2 separate regions of the Gossypium hirsutum genome follow, and region 2 is linked to region 1. The links are chromatin contacts, called in public Hi-C maps. All regions are on one chromosome and are shown on one strand. Each heading gives the region's core, a stretch centred on a gene start, on an enhancer-like site or on the middle of the called end of the contact. The rest is flanking DNA. Distances are from core to core; before and after follow the strand shown.

Region 1 (5,138 bases), core at 1,815-4,314:
TCATTGCTATCTGGAGCATCTGCACCAGCTCTTCTTCAATATTTTGATATTTCATCAGCTCTACATCAAATACTTCAGCAGTCCATTCCTCTCTAACAACAGACTGAACCCACCTTGGAAGGTCGACCACGTCTGCATGCCCTGATGATTGGGTTGCTGCTTTGCCCGTCAGCATCTCTAGGAGAAGTACACCGAAACTGTAGACATCAGACTTTTGAGTAAACTTTCGAGATTCAATCACCTCGGGAGCTCGGTATCCTGCACTTCTAGACGGAACCTTTGGAGAAGTCATTAAAGGAGTCAATCCAAAATCAGAAATGCAGCCATGTAAGTCTTCTGTGAGGAGGACATTGGAGGACTTGATGTTGCCATGGATAAATTTTCCACCTCCAGAAGAATGGATGTAGGCAATGCCTTTTGCTGCTCCCAAAGAGATCTTTACCCTCGAATCCCAGCCTGGAAGAGGACGCCCGCGTTCCCTGCTTCCTGTATTGAAATCATGAACAAAGGAACATGAAAAGCTACGTTAGTCTGACCCTTCATTTTCGTTGAAATGTTGGACACATAACTAAATATAAGTATAGGGATATGACTGTTCATCCACATGCATCCAGAAGTTAAACATATCCGTGGTGGGCATATATACCCATATCTAGCACACCCCTCAGTCTTGAGTAACATCATATAAATAATTGATCTCCAAACATGATTCTAATACAATTCAGGAAATAAAATGAAAAAAAAAAAAAAGGTGATTAGATAAAATTACCATGCAGTAATGAGGAAAAACTTCCTGCAGCTATGAAGTCATATACCATCAACTTCTCATCCTTTGAATAGTAATAAGCACGAAGTGGCACAAGATTTGGGTGCTGACCAAGCCTTCCAACAATTTCCATTTGTTGTTCAAATTCTCTCTTCCCTGCAGCTACTTCTTTCAACCTCTTCACAACCACTGTTATTCCTTCCTCCAAAATCGCCTTATAGGTCGTACCATAACTCCCTTTGCCGAGTACTTCAGCCGAAGCTCTCAACAAATCCTCAAGATCAAAATTGTAAGAACAGCCTTCAAAGAAAACCAATTTGTTCTTCTCAGCCTCTTGCACCTCACTCCCGAAATCCTTCTTAGGTTTCTCGCTCCTTCCACCTTTCACTTTTGATGTAAGAGCACCACCTTGATTGCGCTTTTTCTTTAAACAGCTAAGTACTAGTATAAGCAACAAGAAAAACACCAGTGCAGAACCTGTTACTCCTATGGCAATTATAGCACCTATACTTAATTTCTTATGGGAATCTCTTCTTGGGTTTTCTGGTACTGTTGGTGGAGGGAAGTTAGTTGGGGAAGGTGATGGTGAAGGGCTAATTGTAAGACATTGGTTAAGTGGAGGCCCACATATATGGTTTCCTACAAAAGAAGAAGCAGGGAACTTCTGGAAGGAAGATGGGACTGATCCATTTAAATGGTTGTAGCTCAAATTCAAAAGCCTAAGCCTTGGAAGATTGAAATCGGGAATAGGTCCTGTAAGGGAGTTATTCTGAAGGTTTAAACCAGTCAGGTTTGTTAGATTCTGAATTGCGGTTGGAATGCTGCCTGTCAAGGAGTTGAAGGAGAGATCAAGGAAATCCAGACTGAGAGGGAGAGAGGAAGGGATGTCACCTGAAAAGTTGTTATGCTGAAGGTATACATAACGAAGAGAGGGAAGGGAGAGTACATCAGATGGAAGGTTCCCGCTGAGACGGTTCGACCGAAGGCTGAGGATCATGAGAGCATCAAGCTTTCCGAGTGTGTTGGCTGGAATTTGACCGTGCAGTCCAACACCAGGAAGGTGCAAGGCTATTACACGGGAGCCGTCCTTGGTGCAATTGATGCCAACCCATGAAGTGCATACCGGGGTAGCAGGACTCCAATTAAGTTTACGGCCATGAGGAACTGTGGCAGAAAATTGCAGGAGGGCTTGCTCATCTAAGTCTAAGTCAGCAACTGTTCCTGAACCGCAACAAAGAAACAGACAAGCAAATGCAGCAAAGTAGGATGCCAGCTTCATTTCAGCAGTCTTCATTCCCCTGCCATTTATCAACAGGTTTAGTTAGAAAATCTTTAAAAGGATGGTATTTTAAAAACTTTCTTCTCAATCATATAAAAGCAGTCAACATTTGTCCAGCATACAATGAGTATGGAAACTATGAGAACAAGTTAATAACTATAATGATAATAATCTCTATAAAAATAAAGACATGAAAAATCATAAAGGAGATAAAAGCATGGTTTAGTCAAAGTTCCTTTTTCAGCTCAAACAGAGCACAAGCAATGACAAGATATTTACTTTGGATTAATTAGAGGTTATATATCAAGTCAAGCTTTCTGGTTTGTGAAACAGACACAATACGAATAAAATATTTAAATATTAGATATAATATGGAATAATATGATAAATTTATGAATTTTCCCAAAAATCAGAAGCTGAAGAACATAATGTTGGTACAATATTTAAGACAAGCTAAATAAAGAAACATATTCAAAAGGAAAAAAAATAAGAGATGAGTTGAACTTACAATATGCAATGGCTTTTTTTTCCTTCCCGGAAGCAATTGTAGAATTCATTAGAGACATACATTCTTGAAAATTATAGCTCCCAAGGAACGAACATTGCAGTTAAAACAACCAAGTTCCGAAATGCAGAGGAGCTTTCTTCCTTCCACTTGAACTAAAATATATAAAGGAAAGAAGAAATTATATGTGAAACAAACCTTTAGCAAAAATGGGGTTACAAAGCGCCAAGAGGCTAAGCAGCTAAATTGGACAATCTGGGTTTTGGAATTTGCATTCCTTCCACGAAAAAAAGAGGGAGTTAAGAGGCAGTGCGCAGGTGTTATTGGAGGATAGCGTAGGGCTTAAGCTCGAAAATGCAGTGCAGATCTGGAAGAAAGTCGGAGCCGACGGAATCTGAAAATTGTTTGACCAAAATTAAGAATTGCTTCCTAAAAATAAAGACGTTGCATTGAGTACTGAAAAGAGTAGGTGGACTCCTAGTCAAACTTTTCTTCTACACTCTCTAACTAATCCTTCCCCATTAACCAACTTTTCTCCGTTAATAAATTCTTTATATTTATTAATAAATAAATTATAAATTAAGGTTTTGGATTCAACTACTTCTTTTATTTTTGTTATAAATTTACTTAATGATATGAGAAATAAATGTGAATGTATTTATTTTCAAAAGATTTTAATTTAAATTAATTATAATAAAAAATTTAAAATTTTAAACAGTATTTATAGTGTTGTTCAGTATTATATAAAAATTTCTTAATTTAAATTTAAAATGTTTTTTATTTTTTATTTTTAAATAGTATTTTATTTTAAGTTAATATACATACATGTTTAATCTTATTTAAACCGTATTTATAGGATTTTAATATGTACTTCATTAATTTCATTATTTTTTAACATTAAATTGAAAAGGAATGTAGCATTTAAAGAAATAATTATTTGTAGTAATTATATACATTATCTATATATATAATTTATAATATATATACATAAAAGAAAAATTTTGAAAAGAAAAACTTTTGAACCGACAATAATATCTTTTATCGAATCAATATGTTAATGACATAACGGCTGAGTGATTATTTTAAATATATTTTTTTAATGGTAATGATTAAATTGACAAAAAAATTGAGTAATCAAAATCAAAAAACCCTAATTTAAAGTGATTAATGAGGTAGTTTACCTTTCCTTCTTTTACCGTATGAACCTTACTATAGCGTGTATGTATAAGATATTAAGTTAATATTTTAAGTTGAAATCTTAGCATTTGTATATTTATATTTTATAGATTTTATATAAAGGTATGGAAAACAAAAATACCCATAATAATATTTATTGTTATTTATTTATTTAGTAATTATATTGATTGAGTATTTTTCAAGTTAACACGTGACACTAACTCAATCTAACATTTAAATAATATAATAATAATTACATTTTGTCTCAATCACGATATGGGTAAAAGAAATGTTTTATCTTTAAAATTTATTTAACAATGAATATAGGTGGATTGGTAATGACTTTATATCTTAATACAATTGAACACGTGTTAAATTTTTGGATTTTTAATTTTTAATCCTTTTATTTAAAGATGATATAAAAGTATAAAAAAATAAAAGTGTCAACATAATAATATTAATTATAATTTAAAAGAAAAGTATTTTTTTAAAATTTCATAACTGAGTTGGAAACTTAGTTAAAAGTGACATTAACTAAGTAAATTGCTTAAATATAAGTACTAGATTAGATATAGGTATTGACCATCGTCCCAACGTGCGAACGTCGGGACTTAAACTACTGCAACAAAAAGATATAAATTAAGCGGCGTCCACAAGTATCTGGGTTAGGTTGTAATATAGAAGCTACAATGGAACACAAAAGTGTTCCAAGGATCGTACCCAAGGAAGTTGAATTAAACTAACTAATAATTTCTAAACTAAGTGGGCTAAACAGTAATAATATAATCTTATAGTATGAAAAATAAAAGAGAATAATATGAAAAAAAATTAACATAAAAATAAGAAAACTAGCAAACAAATGGATTTTGCTCAAATTAAATAAAGAGAAGATCAACTCTTTTCAGTGTTCAAAATTAACTTCGGATTTAGGGTTTTAATGAATCAACTAATTAACCTAATTATTATCTTTCGACCTCTAATTAAATTAACTAGTCGGCAGAAGCTATTTATTTTTTGACCTCACAACTTAAATCGAGATAAATTGAGAGATGCTCGATAGACTACTCTTTCAACCTCATCTACCTAAAATACTTACTAGGGTCGTCAATTCTAGGATTTAATCACACTCAACCCAACTCAACTAACTATAAAGCAAACCCTAAAATATTAATTAATCTCACATCCGCTCGTCAATCTCTATAAGGTTTTAGTTCATCATGGATGCGAATTTCCCTCATTTAAATTTAAATATTTAAACTAAATATTAAAATAAAAGAAAAAGAAAAGAGAAATTGGATATGTTTGATGTCGACTCCGTACAGAAACGAAAAACCTATTAAACAGATGTTGAGTTGAAGTAGATTGCAAGCAAAACCAAAAGAAATAATAAGATTTGATGAACAAACTAAAGA
Region 2 (5,138 bases), core at 1,088-3,587, 190 kb after region 1:
AGGTGAAGGACTAACTGGTGAAGACAAAGAAGCTGCTGGATTCCGACGCGTGGGAGTTGATGGGCGAGAATTCGAACGAACAGCTGTTGAGTTCAAGTTTGCAGGGACTTGTGGCCTAGAAGTTGGAGTCCACGGTCTTGAACTTTGTGAGGGCCTACTGTTGTCAAGGTAAGAGCTTGTTGGAGATTGACGGACTTTCAAAGGAGTTGAGGGCCGCGATGATGTTGACCTTGAAGATGGGGTTGAAGGTCTTGCTGTAGATAATGAGCGGGTGATAGGTGAGGATGGTCTAATATAAGATGACACAGAAGCTGAGCTTGTATTGAGAATTGAACTGCCCCTATTTGATGAATAGTTATTGTATGAAGAAGAGAGAGAAGGTCGAGTGACCGAACTGCTTCTAGCAGGTCTCGAGGAAGGATTATTTTCAGAATGTGAAACTGAAAGCTGAAACAGAGAGAAACCAAAAAAAAAAAAAAAGTCATTCATGGTTGCCAACTTTGAGTGGACAATAACAATCATATGCTAACCAGAAAATAGTGCAACCACTAATTTTGACAGAAAAAGCAAAATAAGTCTAAAATTAAGGACATGCATACCCTTGAAGCCTTTGTGGTTGAAACTGATCTAACTTTGGAATTGTTTCTTGGAGCTGACTGAGATTCTGATCCCTCAGATGAAGGAAAGACTGGAGTTCCAGGAGGAGTTAGAAGCCTAATAATGGAAAAGTAGTTAATATTATAAACTGAGAGAGACAAGGATTTCCAAACTGAGTCTAAATTCAAGTCTCAATTAAGCGAGCAAGGTAATATATTACCCAGAAATGGTTGTCAAATCGGTTATTTGATCACTAAAGCAATCAAATTTTACCTCTCAAAGCTTAGGGCAAAAAGTTTCACCCAGAATTTTGTTCACTTGAGTAACTCAACAACTCAACGTTATAGCATAACATTATTATAAACAATACCAGAGATTGCTATCTTCTCAACCATTTTCGAATTGGTACACACGAAACCAATCAAGGTGCATTCGTGGTCCAATTCAGTAAAATTATTAAATAAAACAAACAATTCACAAACTTCAGAATTTATTTATTTAAAATTGTGTTCATATGAACAAAAAATGTAGTCTCAAAAAAAAAATTCACATTCCAATAAAATTGAAACAGCGAAATGAGTTTTAGTTTTAGTTGACAGATCTGGATTCCAGTTAACATTGACTTGAAACAATGGAAAAAGTGAAGATTCACAAGAAGAAAAGGTTCGTTCATTTAGATGGTTGTCTTTTCCATTCAAAGATTTTCCATATATATGAAAAAAGCTTTAAAAAATTTTGAACATTGGATTATGGAAAGAAACCAGATCCGAAAGAGAAAATGATGCAAATGATTAGTTTAATTAAATTTGGAAAGGAGAGAGATGCGATTTACCAGTAATCTATTATTATAGTAATAAAATAGCAATGATTTACCAGTCATAATCATGCTTTCCTCCATCTGTAGAAGAAAGTAGATCATCTGATCCATGTGATGTTCTTCCCTGTTTTACTGACACTACAAAATCAAAATCAAAATCAAAACTTATTTTAGCTATCATTCCCCTAAAAACGACTATATTTGCATCCAAAACCATCAGTCATTTTCTTAATTTATGGGAGAAAGAAAAATAGAAATGGAAAAGAATAGAGACGAAGCTTAGCTAACTGCTCCCTTTGAAATTGACAAACTAATTTGAAAATAATAGCATCAAAGTAAGAAAAGGAACGCAGAAGAGGAGAAGTTTGTACCATCGGAGGAGGCGACGGAGAGGCTGCGGCGACTCTTTGAGAAAAGATCCAAATTCTCTTCTGAATCCCTGGGGAACAATCCAGCGTTAAAAATTTTTCCACGGCGGTGATGAAGGGAGGCCGCCGGAATGTTATTACTGTTATTCCTCCCGCCGCCACTCACCAGCGATTCCCTTAGGTTCCTATTCATCATCTTAATTGGTTGCTGATGCTCCCTGCCTCATCGCTCTTTCTTTCTTGCTTGGTTGCTTAAGTTTTTATTTTCTTCCTGTGTGAGGTAAAATGGCAGCTTTGTTTTCTCAGAGAGGTTGAGACAGCTTGATATGTACCTCAAAAGATAAAATGCAATGCAATGCTACTTCTGCCATTACGAAATGCAAAGCAAAAAACAGTTGGTCACCGGGCTGTCACTTTATCTGCCCTTTTATTATATTTTTCTTTATAATATTAATGAAGTGGTATGTGGGGGAGTGAAGTGGTGTTCAGATCTGTTCTGCTCACTGCTAAATCCTTCCTTCGTAGCTTTAAAATCAGATCTGTGCTTTTGTTTACGGAGACAGGCAACACAGCTTTTCTTTTTCTTAAATAAACTAATATTTTTTTTGTAATAATTAATTTATAATGCTAATATTTTATCTCTCCTCACCATTGTTATTTGTACCTTAAATTTATGTTTTTTTTTTCAAAAAAATATTTTTATTATAAGTGTCCATTCAAATATTTCTAAATCTTGGGGAATAAATACTAATTTTGAAAAATAAAGGTAATCAAGACATTTAAAATTATTAATATAAAAATTAAATATTACTAATGGTAAAATTGGGGTACACAAAATTTTAAAATTATGACTTCAAATAATATGTATTTTTCTTATTTGGATGTAAGAAACCAAAAATACTATATTTTATAATTGAATCTCGGTTAATATTGATTTTAATTTAATTTTTTATAAACAAAATATCTATGCACTCTTAAAAAATTCTTAATTAAACTATCAAGTAAACCGTTCATTATTTAAAAAAAAAGAAGAAAAGTAACAACCATCTACTCCATTACTATTAAAATATAAATTTATATGAAATATTAAATTTCATGAGTATGATAAATATTAATATAATTAAATTAAGAAATTTAATTTTTTTACATTGACATTAGTGCAATATTTAAATTTATAAAAATATTAGTAGAAGAAACATTCTAAATTTTATTTGAACCAATAGAGAGTTATTTCACTTTATTTATCACAAAAAATGATATTAAATTATGTTTTTTCACCAAAAATTAGAAATAGAATGAATAAAAAAAATTATTTTCATATTTAAGCTCTGATTGATTTGATTTTATAAGTTAATCCGTTACCAATTATATTAGGAAATTACTAAAATGTTCTTTAACATTTTAAATGAGTTATATTATTAGAAAATATTTTAATTTTTAAAAAAATTAATAAAAATATGCACATAGAAAAATTTAAACTACGTCAATTAAATTGATAAAACTTTAAATGTATCACTAAATTAAAATTTTATTTTAATAATTTTATTTTTATTATGCATAATACCTCCTTTAATTGCATATCTATATTATTTCAATATAATACATATTTTACGTATTATTAATTAATTTTGAATTATATATTTTATTATTTATTGTATATTATTTTAAATTATATTTATGTTTTAAATAGGTGATAAATTTTTTTAATAGTGATGTACTTGAAATTTTGGTCCCAAACTAGCCCTTTAAAGAAAAATGACTTTTTTTTAATGAATCAAATGTGTTAATTTAACGTCAACAAAAATTTAGAAAAGTGGATGAATGATTGATTTACGAAAGGCTACGTGTCTAACTCCTCCCACCATATTCAATAAAAGACCCAACTACATTATTTATGCTTATATTTTAATTTTTAATTATTATTTTGTTATAAAAGTAGTGTCACAAACGAAATTGTTTTTTTCTTAAAACAGTTGGAACTTCTTCTTTTTTTCCAACAATTTTGGAATTTTTTCTTCCTTTTTCCGTTTTTGAAAACAAATACATGTTTTCTTTTTCTTGTTTTCAGAAAAAATTTAAAACGACACCAAATAACCCTTTAATTATATATATATATTTCAGTAAATTAAAAAAAAGTAGATTAATTATAATTTTATTAAAGTATTAGGCAGTCATAACTTCGTCTAAAACATGACATTGCTTTAATTTAATTTTGTACCCACAATAACTCAAAATTAAATTAGTGATAGATGAGATGTTACTTTCATTGAACAAAGCACTATTTAAATTCCACTTTTTCAAATTATAATTTCTTTTAAAGATTTGTTAAATGTTGAATTATCCCTCAAAATCTTATGAATTATTGTTAGAGTTTAGATAAAAAAATATTAAGTTTAAAAATCAAGTTTAGATAAAAAGAATGAAACTTATATAATGATACAACAAGGGAGGAGTATGGAGAAAAGTGTGGTGATGATAATGGTTGTTGATTCATTTAGTTGGGGCGGAGAGCTGGGAATTACGAAGAGTGTAGGTGGAGAGAGCTTGGAGGTTAAGTGCTGGAATTAAGTTACTGACCATGCCTCAGCGTACGTACACCGAGCAAAGAAAATTGCAAGCAAATAAGATAAAAATGTGGTGTTCTGCAAGTGTCAAAAGTCTAGTTGTAACAATTTGTGTTTCAATGGAGTATTAAATATTCCAATGATTGAACCCAAAGGAAATTGGGTGATACGAAGAATTACAAAAATAACGCATACAAATTAACAAGTCTAGCTAGCTATTCTCCAAAACGTATAGTACGACAAACCATAAATTTGTAGAACAAACCATAAATTTGTAGAACAAACTAAAGTAATAATTAAAAGACTGAATTGTAAAAGTTCCAAAATTATGTAGTAATAATCAGAGACAAATGTAGGAGTTGATTTATATCCGTGTTAATAATTAATTCTCTGATTAGGGAACTAAATTGACTAATTTTCTAATTGGTTTAATTTTTACCTCTCAATGAATAAATTTACCCAATTAATGATTTAGTCCAATTAATCTCTTGATATCACTTAGACTAAATGGAGACAATTGAATACATACTTGATAAGGTCTCCTTTCAGTCTCACTTATCTATTTATTCACCTAGAATCTTTAATTCCAAATTTGTAAGTTTATTCAATTTAGTCTAAATTATTTCAATTCACTCTCTAACCTTAAAATTAATTAATTAACATTTCAATTAATCAACTACCTTAGAAAATCAGTTCATGCCCATATTCAACAACAAAACCCAATCATTTTTATATTTGTTTAAATAAATCACACAAAAATTGATAGAGTTTAGAATTTATGATGAAGTCATC

The links. Hi-C and Micro-C count contacts between places; a contact is called where the count stands out from the background.
Region 2: a contact with region 1 is called in a Hi-C map of leaf, with 2.6 times the contacts expected there. The contact joins the promoter of LOC107887320 here to the promoter of LOC107887318 in region 1. A contact is called at or near these places in 9 of 34 Hi-C or Micro-C datasets (callus, leaf and petal).

Annotation. Positions count from the first base shown.
Region 1 is chrA03:38,205,982-38,211,119 of Gossypium_hirsutum_v2.1, forward strand. It overlaps LOC107887318 (probable inactive receptor kinase At5g58300), which reads right to left and starts at 3,065. Exons shown (of 3, transcript XM_016811511.2): 1 at 2,554-3,065; 2 at 770-2,064; 3 at 1-486. The coding sequence starts at 2,615.
Region 2 is chrA03:38,394,533-38,399,670 of Gossypium_hirsutum_v2.1, forward strand. LOC107887320 (sialidase) reads right to left here and starts at 2,338. Exons shown (of 5, transcript XM_016811513.2): 1 at 1,786-2,338; 2 at 1,471-1,552; 3 at 600-714; 4 at 1-447. The coding sequence starts at 1,978.